Regions from separate parts of the Mus musculus genome. Here region 1 is linked to region 2. A link is a contact called in public ChIA-PET data. All regions are on one chromosome and are shown on one strand. The core of a region is the stretch at or near the end of the contact, and the rest is flanking DNA. Distances in the headings are between cores, read along the strand shown.

Region 1 (6,442 bases), core at 158-2,657, 590 kb after region 2:
CTCACTGTTTATAATTTTTTTCCCTGTGGGACAAATTTTGCTTTGACTGCCAAACAGTTAAACATTCCTTTCCTGTTTCTGGGATGTCAATGAGCCTAGGTGTGTGCAGGATTCCATAGGGGAGCATATTGTGGGATAGATCCCTGCTCTTCTCTGGAAATTTTGGAGGAGTGACTCATTCATAAATAAACTTAATTGTAGCCTTAGAAATTTTAACTTTCAAAATGGCCTTATTAGGAGACAGTTACATTAGTGCGCAAGATTTCAAGGCGGATTTTAAAGTCAATTTAGAAGCAGTACTGCTTTTCAGCGGAGAAAACATCCAACAGCTCAGGAACCCAGTAGGTAGCTTGCTGGGGTGAGCACAGCTAGTAACAGGAGAAGCAGCTAAGACTTTTGGTCTGCTCTGGGCATTGTGAACAGTGTTCCTGTTAAGCTTCAAGTTACTAGTTTGATTTTCTTCTATATAAAACTGGGTATCAGTGCACATCTCTGAAAATCCCTGGCTAAGAAAGCTAGAGTTAGAAACGCTGCTTCCAGTCACGGATCTTGCTAGTTGGCATCCCTAACTAGTCTTGTGTGGCTCATCCTAGTAAGGGAGACTGCAGAGTCTCAAAGCTCAGGTACTCTCCTGGTCCTGTGCATCATGTGACCTGGCCTATGTCCTCTTAGTGTCTTCATTGTCTTCATAAATGTGCAAGCAATCTCCTGATTGTGTATTTGCAAGTAATCACAAAGTGTTTCATCGCTATTTTGCTCATTTTAGAATATTGTGGGTAATGCTAGGCCTAAAGAAACAGACCACAAAAGTCTTTCATCGTCTCCTGAGAAACGAGAGAAGTTTAAAGAACAGAGAAAAGTCACGGTCAATGTGAAGAAAGACAAAGTGGAAAAAGCCTTAAAGACAGAAAAGCGGCCCAAGCAACCTGACAAAGAGGGAAAGCTGATCTGCTCAGAAAAAGGCAAAGTGTCAGAGAAAAGCCTTCCTAAGAACGAAAAGGAAGATAAGGAGAACATTTCCGAGAACGAGCGGGAGTACTCCGGGGATGCCCAGGTGGAAAAGAAGCCTGAGAAGGACCTTGTGAAGAACCCACAAGAGAACCTGAAGGAGCCAAAAAGAAAACGAGGCAGACCCCCTTCCATAACTCCTACGGGTGAGTCTCCCAGGCGGGCTCTGCAGTGCGTGATGGCAGTGTTCTTCTGTGGCCTTTGTGGTTCTTTATTCCTTCTGTACTTCAATCCTTCATGTTTGTGACTGGCTTGTGAGCTGAAAACAAACGGTGCTTGTGGAGCTGAATTTCAGTGAGGAGTGTGTCCAGGTAGACGTGTTGGGGAGTGTGGCCGTGACTGAGCTGGGGTGGAAACATGCGGGAGCTAAGGCCTTCTGGTGCCTGCTCACATGCCCTCAGTCTGAGGAAATAACAGCCTCATGGGCAGACATGAAAGAGGAGAGGAGAAGACAGGAAGCTGAGGGTGCAGCTGATCCTGGGTTCAGGCCTTAGTGCCAACACACACGTGCGCACAGACACACACACACACACACAACACGCACACACACACACACACACACACACACACACACACACACACACACACACGTTGTGTCGATGAGGGAGGCAGAGTAAAACAAGTCAAAGCCTAGAGCTAGGGAGGCAAAGGTGCATTTTGAGCTCTTAGTAGGCATTGTAGCTCACACCTGTGACCCTGACACTTGGGAAGCGGAACCAGGAGGATCGTTAGGTCAAGACGAGCCTGGGCTTCGTAAGGACACCTGCCTCAAAAAGACGGAGCTTTTTTTTTTTTTTTTAAGATTTGTTTATTTTATTTTTATTTATATGAGTACACTGTAACTGTCTTCAGACACACCAGAAGAGGGCATCAGACCCCATTACAGATGGTTGTGAGCCACCATGTGGTTGCTGGGAATTGAACTCAGGATCTCTGGAAAAGCAGTCAGTGCTCTTAACCACCGAGCCGTCTCTTCAGCCCAACATTGAGTTTTTAAAAGATGTTTATTGATGCTGAAGTTTCAGTTTAAATAAAAAAATAATTTGGTTAATTAAACTGGTAAGAGTTAAGGGTTCAATATGGATGTTGGAAATAATATGCAGTTATTTAAAGGCAGTCTAAAACACTGAGGTAGGGGAATGCAGTGAGTTCAAGGCTAGCCTGGGCTACGGAGTGAGTAGCAGATTAGCCTGTGCTAAAATAAAATATTGACTCAAAAAGAAAAAAAAAAAGAAAGGCGGTATAAGTTTGGAATTCTTCTATTATATCAAAATCAAATTTTGATTTCTTGATAAGCCGAACACTCACACTTCAGGTGATTTGGAGGCATGCAAAGCCCCCCTGCCCCCACCAGATAGAACCACCTATAGCTGAATGCACCTGTGGTCTTTCCCTGTATGAATATTAGACAAGTATGGACCTCTTCCCATTTCCAAGTAGCATCTATAATCTTTTGTTGTTCATTGTCCTGGGAGCTGAGCCTGTGACCTTGCACATGATAAACCAGTCAGCTACAACTCTAGCTCACAGTCTTTTTTTTTTTCATGAAAGTTTAAACAGTTTCAGTAGATAATTCAAAATGTAAAATTTGATATAGAATATATTTTGTGAGAACTAGAATAAGAGCCAACTCACTGATCCCTAGTGGGAAACTCTACATTAGGTTACGTCATTCAGGAGTATCTTTCTTAAAGCTGAGTTCTAATTTTATAGGAAATCAGACAATAGCCTGTTTTATCATCAGATGAAATATGAGCCTCCCCTCTTAAACAAATAAAAATAACAGCAGAAAAGGCCAGGTAAAGAGCTTGTTGTATATGCCTTGTAACCTGAGTGTGGCTATCCAGAATCCACATAAGGGCCATGTACTATAGTTCTTGTCTGCAGTCCTAGATTATGGGTCCTAGGAGATTCTTTGGAAGCATGTGGGCCAGCCATCTTGTTATATACAACAAGGAAGACAAGAGACCCTGTCTTAAGGGAAAGGACAGGGACCTGCGACCCTGATTGTCTTCTGACCTTGACTCTTGGTCAGTGATATGCAGGCACTTGCATTCACTCAGCCACTTAGACTCAAGCTCAGGAAAACATGTATTTTTCACATGCACAAATAAAACAAAGTAAAAGCGCCCCCCCTTCCCCCCCGTTTTTCAATACAGGGTTTCTCTATGTGGTTCTGGCTGTCCTAGAACTCACTCTGTAGACCAGTCTGGCCTCCAACTTAAGGATCCTCCTGCTTTTACCTCAAGTGTTGGAATTAAAGGTCTGTACCATCATACCCATCTCTCTCTCTTTTTTTATCTTTTTTAAAAATTTTCTTTTGTTAATTGGCAGTGCTAGTCAAACCCAGGTCCTTCTGTCTGAGAAGCAAGTGCTGTGTCTGCCGCTGAGCCACCCCTGCAGCTCTCTCCCAGTCTGTAGTCTATAGTGACTATATGGTGAAATGTTTTTAGATGGATTTGTTTAAATAAAATATATTCTCAAACTTAGTTTCATTTTTTAAAAATTTCTTAATATGATTGCTTAAAAATTTAGTTACATGTGGCTCACATTTGATGTTCTCATTGTAAATCTGTCTGACAGCATTTTCCTTAAATTTAGTTGCTGTCAGAAAGAAAGAAAGAAAGAAAGAAAGAAAGAAAGAAAGAAAGAAAGAAAGAAAGAAAGAAAGAGAGAGAAGAAAGAAAAGAAAGGGAAACTTTAGTTGCTGCCTTGATTGGCTTGTGAGAAAGAATTAAACAGCAATACCCCAGGCCTGCATGATCCCTAATGAACTGCCGTGCATTGAGAATGGTACAGCTATACAGTGTTCTGAGGGAGACTGAGAAAATACCCTGTGTCTTCCAGACAAAGAATGGAGAATGAATTGGGACAGTCTAGAGGTTTAAACATCCCAGGTTGTGCGCCATCTTCAGATAGCGTTGAGTGTGAGGCCAACTCCCTCTGCTGCAACGGAACCCAGAGGTTGCTCACAGCAGGCCACTGCATCACAGCTGCTCTATATCCCTAGACTCCAGACAGCTGGGAAAGGGTAGCTGTGCAGGAAGGAAAAAGATGGGAAGTGTGGACTTGTCTGCAGCTCAGTTTAGCTCTTCCTGCTGTAGCTTGGAGCCTTTGGCGTGTGTACTGAGGTATATATGTTTCCCAGGTGACAGACTCTTCCATGAACCCATCCACAGCTTCACGCCTTCCTGCACTCATTTATTGCTTTTGTAAGAATGTGATTTCATACCAGATAGACACATTTACTAGAGAGGGAAATCTCCTGCTAACTGGACTTGGCCATGTAAGGACAGGCTGAGCTTGTGCTTCCTGCCTTCTGTCAGCACCAGTGTGGAGATGCTGGGCTCCCATCCCAGTGAGGTGTTCTGGGGAGTTAGGGAAATACTCAGCTGCTCTGTAGGTACCTGTTGATATGTGCTATCAAAAGGAAAAGGAGGCTTGTGTGGTGCTGCATATGGAGTTCAGGCACCCTTAGGAAACCAAGGAGTTTGTTTACCAGGGGAGCCCTGAGCTCCTAGATTGCACAGATCTGATTGGGAGCAGAATCTGAGCTATGTAGATTATATGTAGATTGTTTAAGTTTATGTTTAACCTGGAATATGTGTGACCCAAGTTTCCGCCACTCAATATAGAATAATGTTGATATGTTGGGATGGTTGAATAAAGCAAGAGCCAAGAATGGGGCTTTTCTCCTCAGAGCCTGCTCTGTCTCTCTTTCCACCTCTGCCACGGCCACACTGGAGCTGCAGATTGTACATGGATCTCTTCTCATTCCTTTGGTTTATTCCCTGTTCTCTGTTTCCCATTCCAGTCCTCTTCTCTCTTCTTTTGCCCTCCTCAGATCCCTGAGTCCCGCCTTCCTGCTGGGGCTCTCTAATCTTTCTTCTGTCTCTTTTTGGATTTCCATCTTTCAGGTTTGAGGAGAGCGTCTTATGCTTTAGGCCAAAAGTAGAGAATGAAGCACTATCCAGTCTTAGCACCTGCTGAGTTAGTGATCCATGGCAGTGCCTGAGACTTGTGTTGGCTTTAATGTAGATCTTCTAAACAAAGCAAAACAAAATAAACCACCTATAACCAGTGACAGCTGACTTAGCACGTAGACCTTGAAAACAGGAAACAAGCCCTAATCCGTGACACACATTTTATTTTTTAATTTTTTAATTTTTTTTTTTTTTTTTTTTTTTTGCTGGCCTCGAACTCAGAAATCCGCCTGCCTCTGCCTCGCGGGTGCTGGGATTAAAGGCGTGCGCCACCACCGCCCGGTGACACACATTTTAAGAATGAGCCTGCGTGGTGGTGCGTTTTCTTAGTATTGGGTAGGTGAGGGTTTGTTCAGTTTTCTTTTTTTTTCTGGACTGGTCAGCTGGCTTTGAAAAGATTTGATGCTTAGAATGGCTGAAGGAGTCAGATGAGGTGGAGCAGGTCTGTGATGCCTCCATTGAGAGGTCAGGGTCATCTTTGGCTACAGTTGCAGGCTACCTTTACTGTGTGTGAGAGCCTGTTCCTTTCTGGTTCCTCTCCCCAGGATCTCAGGACTCTTACTTAGTAATAACTGTCTAACCCCAGCACTCGGGAGCTAGAGGCAAGAGGATCAGGAGTGGAAAGTCATCCCTTGATATATTTGTAGTTTGAGATCAGTTTGGGCTTTTTACTACACTAATTTTTTCTTCTCCAAATAAAGCAAGATTACAAGGGCATGATCAGCAGTGCATGCCTGCAATCTCATCGACTCCAGAAACTGAGGCAGGAGGTTTACAGATCCCAGATCCTCTTAGCAAGGAGACACTGTTCTTCCCCTGCCCCGTCAAGAGACTTTTATGCCGCCCACACATGTTTTTAAGAGGCTGTGTTCGAGTGTGGTATTTTAAAGTGAAGGTTTAGAGGCTCTGGGTCTTAGACAAAGCCACAAAAAGATGGAGGCAGGCAGAGCATCAGCCTCTGCAGAGCATCAGCCTCTTTCCAAGGAAGCAGCTTCTCACTCGTTCCTTTATCTTGGCTTCCCTTAAGGATGGCTGTGGGTTTTCAGGATTTAGTAATGTATCTGATATCTATGAAGGGTCTTCTCTCTTTCTTTTTGTATATAAAATGCACAATTAGACACAGAGAAGTTATATATTTTTGTGTGCTTTGTATATATTACAGCTGTGGATTCAAACTCTCAAACTTTGCAACCAATAACATTGGAATTGAGAAGACGGAAAATATCAAAACGAAGTGACACCCCATTAAAGCGTCCCAGACTCGACAAAAATTCACGTGAGTCCCCAGTTTATGAATATGTGGCTAGAATTTGATAAATTACTTGAGTCAGCTCCTGTGTCTGTCTGTCCCTGTTTCTTATGAGTACTAATGACTGTCTTTGAATACATGAGCTAATGTGAGTGGAATGTGATTGAGATAGTAGTTTTTAAATGCTAAAAACAACAGGACC
Region 2 (6,553 bases), core at 1,625-4,124:
TGAGGATACAAGTTCAGTCTCCAGAACCTTCTTAAAAGAAGAAAAGTTTAAAAAGCCAATGTGGTGGGCATTCTTGTAAATGCAGAGCTGAAGAGCTGGAGACGGGAGGGTTCCCGGCTGACTGGTTGGTTGGCCAGACTGGCCGACTCGGAGAGTTCCAGTCAATGAGAAAGAGAGACCCTGTCTCCAAAAACAAGGACATGAAGCGCCTGAGAAACAACTGAGGCTCCTGTCATCTACCGACACATATTTGTTCACTGCACCTGCACATATACACAGGCAGGTGCACACGTGCTCGCGTACACACACACTCACATGTGCGCTTGTACACACACATACACACCCCAGGCATACAGAAAAAAAATTTAAAGCATAGAAAAGGGGGTTAAGCCGGGCATGGTGACGCACACCTTTAATCCCAGCACTTGGGAGGCAGAGGCAGGTGGATTTCTGAGTTCGAGGCCAGCCTGGTCTACAAAGTGAGTTCAGGACAGCCAGGGCTACAGAGAAACCCTGTCTCAAAAAAACAAAAAAACAAAAAAAGGGAGGGGTTAAAAAAATCACACCAACTACTGAATTCAGTGATGTTACCTTTTGAAAGTAAAGGAAAACATGAATTTTCTCAGACAAAACTTGACCTTTCCTATGGGAAATATGAGAGGTAGCTCTTTAGAGACAAGGAAACTGATACCATAGAGAATCTCTGTGGCTACCTGTCTCTTGTAATGTCTGTACACTATACACAAAGAGGGCTGATGAAGCAAATGGATACAAATTAACTTTTTTTAGATTATGACCCGAATGTCAGCAATATCAGAAACGACAGGGGACTGGAATGCTTGTTCTACCCACAAACACTGCCTGACTGTTAGAAATGCTCCAAACTTCAGGGCAAACAATACAAACAAACCACTATATAGCACCATACACACCCCTTTTAAAGCCTAGGTTAGCCTCAAACTAGCAGCAATCTTCCACTTCAGCCCCTGGATTTCTGAGATTACGATATAAGCATATGCCCAGCTAAAAATGACTTTTAAAACCAATGACTGGGACTGGAAACATGGCTCCCTCAGTAAACTGTCTGCTACCACAAGCACAAGGACCTGAGTTCAGATCCCAGCACCCACTGAAAGTCAGGTGTAGCAGCATATGGCTGTAACCCCAGCACTGGGCCTCAGTGGTCCCCAGACTAGCTGAATAGATGAGCACCAAGTCGAGGGAGAGGCTGTGTCGCAAAAAGAAAACAAACAAACAAACAAACAAAACAAGTGAAAAGTGTCAAAGCAGGCAGACCTGAGATCAACCTTTAGTCTCCACACATTCATGCCCACACACGGGAATACAACACCTACAAAAGTACATAAACCGTATATACACACAGAGAGAAATATTGATAATTCACTAAAAGAAGAGTCAGTACAATCATATAATGCTCAATTCATCCACAGAAAAAAAAAATGGAAGGTTAAGAAAACAAATACAATGCAGCTGTGCATGTGGTAGAATCTACCCTCTCACGTCACTAACCGCTGCACAAGTCTGTGCATGGTCAAACGCACCAATGACTGCATACCAGGTTTACAAGATAATTAGAAACAGTATCAATTAAAGGTCTATGAGTATGGTCTACAAAGTGAGTTCCAGGACAGCCAGGGCTATACAGAGAAACCCTGTCTCGAAAAACAAAACAAAACAAAAAAGTCTATGAGTAAAATATAGTAATATATATGTCAGTGTTATAAGAGGAGAAAAAAGCCAACTATATGTTGTCCAAGAAAACCCCTTTCATGACTAGAGAGATGGCTCATGGTTAGGTGCCTGTACCACTCTTGCAGAAGACCCAAGTTCAATTCCCAGCACCAATATCAGGCAACTTACAACCACCACTAACTCTAGTTCCAGGGGGTTCTACTGCTCTGGCCTCCTCCAGTGCCTGCTTTATATGTACACACCCAACACAAACTTATACAAATACTCCTAAGCAAAATAATAAAATACATCTTTTTTTAAAAAGAACTACTTTAAATATGACATTATGTATCGGTTAAAAGTATAGGGACAGAGTCCCACATGGTAGCACATATCTGTAAACCCATTACTTCAGAGGTAGAGGCAGAAAGGTCAGGAGAAGTTCAAGGCCAGCCTCAGTTACCTAGTGAGTTCAATGCTAGTGAGGGCTACAGGAGACTCTGTCTCAAAACAACAATAAACAGGAATGCAGAGAGAAACTCAATGACTAAACACTTACTCATCTTCTAGAGGCCCTAAGTTTGGTTCCCAGCACACGTAAGGCAGATCACAACCATCTGATGCCCTCTTCTGACTTCCATGGGCACCATGCATGCAGGTAGTACACAAACACACACACACACACACACACACACACACACACACATATGTACAAACAAAACATTCATACACATAAGATAGATCTTTAAAAAACAATAAAGTAAAAGGCATGGAGAAAAAGAAGTCATGTTAACACTAAAAGAAAGCTTAAAGAGTAGTATGACGTTTCAGACAACAGTTCAGAAAAGGGAGAACTGTTAGGAATAAAGAAGGCCATGACAGAATGTTAAGGGGCCAACTCTCTAAGATGACATGGTAGTTCTTAACATATGTGTACTGAACAGTAGCTTACCAAAATATAGGAAGCAAAACCTCGAAGAACTACCAAAAGAAACTGATGAATTTTTGAACTTCATGAATCCTCAACAAGACAGAAAATCAGTAAGGACAAGGTTGACATTATTGCCACCATCAATTAACTAGGTCTGACATTTGCAACTTCTTTAATCTAACAACAGAGGAACACATACTATTCTCAAAGTCACATGAACAACCCACATCCTTGGCCACAAAGCACACCTTGGCAAGTTCCAAAAGTAGCAGCTGGCTCTTCCTGTAAGCAGTCAGAGGTCACCTGTAAAGATGGTTGCTACTCTCTTGACCCAGAAAACCTCACAAAATCATGCAAATCAAGAGGTTCAAACCTCCGTGTTCACTTTTAAAACACCCGGGAAGCTGCCCAGGCCATCAAGGGTAAGCATATCCACAAAGCCAACACACGTCTGAAGGATGTCACTTGAATGAAACTGTGTGTGCCAGTATAATGGTGAAGTCAGTGTGTGTGCCCAGGCCAAAGTGCTGAATTTCTGCTGCACATGCTTAAACTGCAGAAAGAAACGCTGAGCTTGGGTTTAGATGTAGATTGTCTGCTCATCGAACATATCCAGGTGAACAAGAAAGTCACCTAAAATGCGCCAAGACACCCACAGAGCTCATGGCCAGATTAACCCATCCATGAGCTCCCCCTGCCACAGTGAGATGATCCTCACTGAGAAGGAACAGATTGTTCCAAAGCCAAAAGAGGAGTTTGCACGGAAGAAAAAAAATATCCAAAAAGAAACTGAAGAAACAAAAACGCATGGCACTGGAATAAATTTGGCATAAAATAAATGCAGACAAAAGTAAAAAAAAAAAAAAGTAGCAACTGTAGGCAACTATATAAAGTGTTCTCAAACCACCATGTACTGTGTCTAGAAGCCACAAACAATGAAGAGAACAGTTGAACAGTCTAAGGTATTTGGAGATGAAACAACCATTCTAAATAACTGAGTCAAATGAGCCTGAAGAGAATGTAAAAATATTCTGAGCTAAATGAAAGATAAATTATCAAAGTTTGTAAGTATGGCAAAATCTGTACTAAACACATGTGTTAGGAAAGAAGAAACAGCTCTAGTCCACAGCCTGAGCTCCTACCGTAACACGTCAAAGAAAGAAGGGAACAACTTAAGTCTAGAGCAAGCAGAGGAGAGAGAGAGAGAGAAATGAAACGAGAGCAGAACAGTGGATTCAAGCTGACTTTTGCAACCTCGGGCACTTGCTGGCTGAGGTCAAACCACAGACCTGAGCTTGACACCAGCCTGAGGACTGACTGAACAAAACATGGTCTCAAAAGGACCTCCCCCAAAGACAAAAAGAAAGGAGAAAAAGAAAAAAAGGAACGATTAAATTACAAAAACAGGAAATCTGTACAGAAAAAAAATTAATTAAAAATTGAATCTATAAAGAAAAATAGAATCAATAAACTCTAGCCTGGCTAATTAACCAAGAAAAAGGATACAAATTACTAATGCTGGAAATACATGGGGGTCATTATTACTGATCCCAGGGACATTAACAACAAAGTAATTCTGTGAACAACTCTATGACCAAACTTTTATTAAATTAACTGGACCAGTCTTTGAATGGCACAATCAAGAGTCACGGGAGGAGAAGAGAAAATGTTGACGTAACTATCTACGATAGAAGATGTGCAGATAAAAGTGGGCAAAATCCCTAAACAGACAAGGTAATAGACAAAGGTAATAGACAGATGGCCAGGAAATGCGTGACAAATGACCAGTGCCAGTGTCCGCAGAGGAAAAGCAATCAAATCCACAATAAGCTATGGCACGCCAGTCAGGGCCATAATCACAAAGACAGAAGGAAGTGTTTGGGAAGCTGGGTGGTGGCGCACGCCTTTAATCATGGCACTCAGGAAACAGAGAGGCCTCTGTAAATTTGAGGACAGCCTGGTCTACAAATGAGTTCCTGGCTGTTACACAAAGAAACTCTGTCTTGGAAAAAAATAAAATAAAACAGAAAATGAAAAGAGAAGAGAAGAGAAGAGAAGAGAAGAGAAGAGAAGAGAAGAGAAGAGAAGAGAAGAGAAGAGAAGAGAAGAGAAGAGAAGAGAAGAGAAGAGAAGAGAAGAGAGAAGAGGGAGGGGGAGGAGGAGGGGGAGAAGAAGAGGAAGAAAGAAGAAGAAGAAGAAGAAGAAGAAGAAGAAGAAGAAGAAGAAGAAGAAGAAGAAGAAGAAGAAGAAGAAGAAGAAGAAGAAGCAGCAGCAGCAGCAGCAGCAGCAGCAGCAGCAGGAGGAGGAGGAGGAGGAGGAGGAGGAGGAGAAGAAGAGGTGGTGGTGGTGGTGGTGTCTGGGGAACTGGGGAAACTGGAACTCTCTTTCTCTCCAGGTAAAAATGAAAAATGGCAGTCACAGTTGAGCAAGTACTGAAAAGTTCAATATACAGCCAGGAAGAATGGAGTGCGACTCTAACTTCACTACTCAGAAGGTAGGGTGGCAGGAGGATCACGCTGATTGAGGCCTACATGAGTCACTTAGCCAGACTCAGTTTCAAAACCTCAGTGGTGAAACTTGCCTAGCAGATCCCTAGCAACACACACACACACACACACACACACACACACACACACACACACACACACACACACACATACACACACCCCAGAATTATCATATAACCCAGCAAATGTCCACAGAAGTGTTGCCCACAAAGACAACAGCATTTATCTTAGTAAGCAAAAGTAGAAACTTGAGCGCACCTAACCGGTAAACAGACAAATAAAATATAGGATATCCATATGATGGAATATTATTTGGCAAGAAGTGATACTAATAACAGATAAATCTTGAGGCTTAGTATTCTAAATGAAAGAAATCAGACACAAAAGGCCACATGTTGTTTGATTCTATTTAATACAAAAATATTCAGAATAAGCCAATCCAAAGAGATGGTCAATAAATAAGACTAGCTGCTGCCAAGGACCAGAGACAGTAACTGGAAAGTAGCCGCTGTAGGCACAGGGTGGGTTTGGGTTTGGGTTTGAGCCTGTAACCCATGCTCACCACAAACTTTCTATGTGGCTGAGGATGGCCCTGAACTCTGACCTTCCTGCTTTGACCTTCCAAGTTCTGAGATTAAATGCATGCTACGCTCCCTACAGACCATAATCAAGTTCTTTTTGATTGTTTTTGATTTGTTTTGTGAGGAAATGTTCTAAAACACTGGTTTGTGGTAAATGTAGCTTTGTATAAACAGCTACTGATTGGTGACTTAAATGGGGCGTGTGTAGTAAGCCAACACTTTAACAAAGCTGTTATGAAGACTAAATAATGTATATAAGCGAACCGTTAAAGTGACAGAAAGCCCCAAAACTATTTTGGTGACAGTTGCATAATTTTCTAAAAGTATTTTTTTTTACTTAATATCTTATTATTATGTCTTGGGAAAACATAAAATGTTTTATGTATGGGTGTTTCCCTGCATATATGTGCATCACATCTGTGCCTGCAGAGGTCTGTAGGCTTTGAATCCCCTAGAAATGGAGTTATGTACAGATGGTTGTAGCTGCCACATGGGTGTTAGGAACTGAAGCCACCTCCTGAGCACTAAGTGCCCTTAGCACTAAGCCACCTCTCCAGCGCCTTAATTTGCAAAACAAGCAAACAACAAACAGCTACGAACCACTGAAATGAAAATTTACAACTGGTAATTTCACTGTGGTTTTTGAGACAGCCTCAAACTCCTGATCCCTCTACTTCCCCTTTCCAGGTATTGGGTTAGAAGCATGAGTAAATTTGGTTGTTTTAAGTCTCAATAAAATTTAAATTAAAAAAAAAAAACATCAAGGACTGGGGAGATAGCTCTGTCTCTAACTCTCTTGTCTTACAAGTGTGAGGATCTGAGTTTAGATCTCCAGAACTGAC

What was found. ChIA-PET counts read pairs in DNA pulled down with a chosen protein or histone mark.
Region 1: an RNA polymerase II ChIA-PET map of memory CD8 T cells shows a contact between it and region 2, with 6 read pairs. The contact joins two enhancer-like sites.

What each region holds. Positions count from the first base shown.
Region 1 is chr2:156,266,389-156,272,830 of GRCm38.p6, forward strand. Phf20 (PHD finger protein 20) reads left to right here. Exons shown (of 18, transcript NM_172674.2): 6 at 767-1,154; 7 at 6,154-6,267. Among named protein-coding and RNA genes, the nearest start is that of Cnbd2, 43 kb to the right of the region's middle. Within about 2 kb of position 1,408, at least 26 of the 459 cell types and tissues checked have an H3K27ac peak or open chromatin away from gene starts, as enhancers often do. A contact at or near this core is called in memory CD8 T cells, where this site is marked.
Region 2 is chr2:155,676,922-155,683,474 of GRCm38.p6, forward strand. The region is part of intron 1 of Trpc4ap (transient receptor potential cation channel, subfamily C, member 4 associated protein); the gene reads right to left. Among named protein-coding and RNA genes, the nearest start is that of Trpc4ap, 12 kb to the right of the region's middle. Within about 2 kb of position 2,875, at least 39 of the 459 cell types and tissues checked have an H3K27ac peak or open chromatin away from gene starts, as enhancers often do. A contact at or near this core is called in memory CD8 T cells, where this site is marked.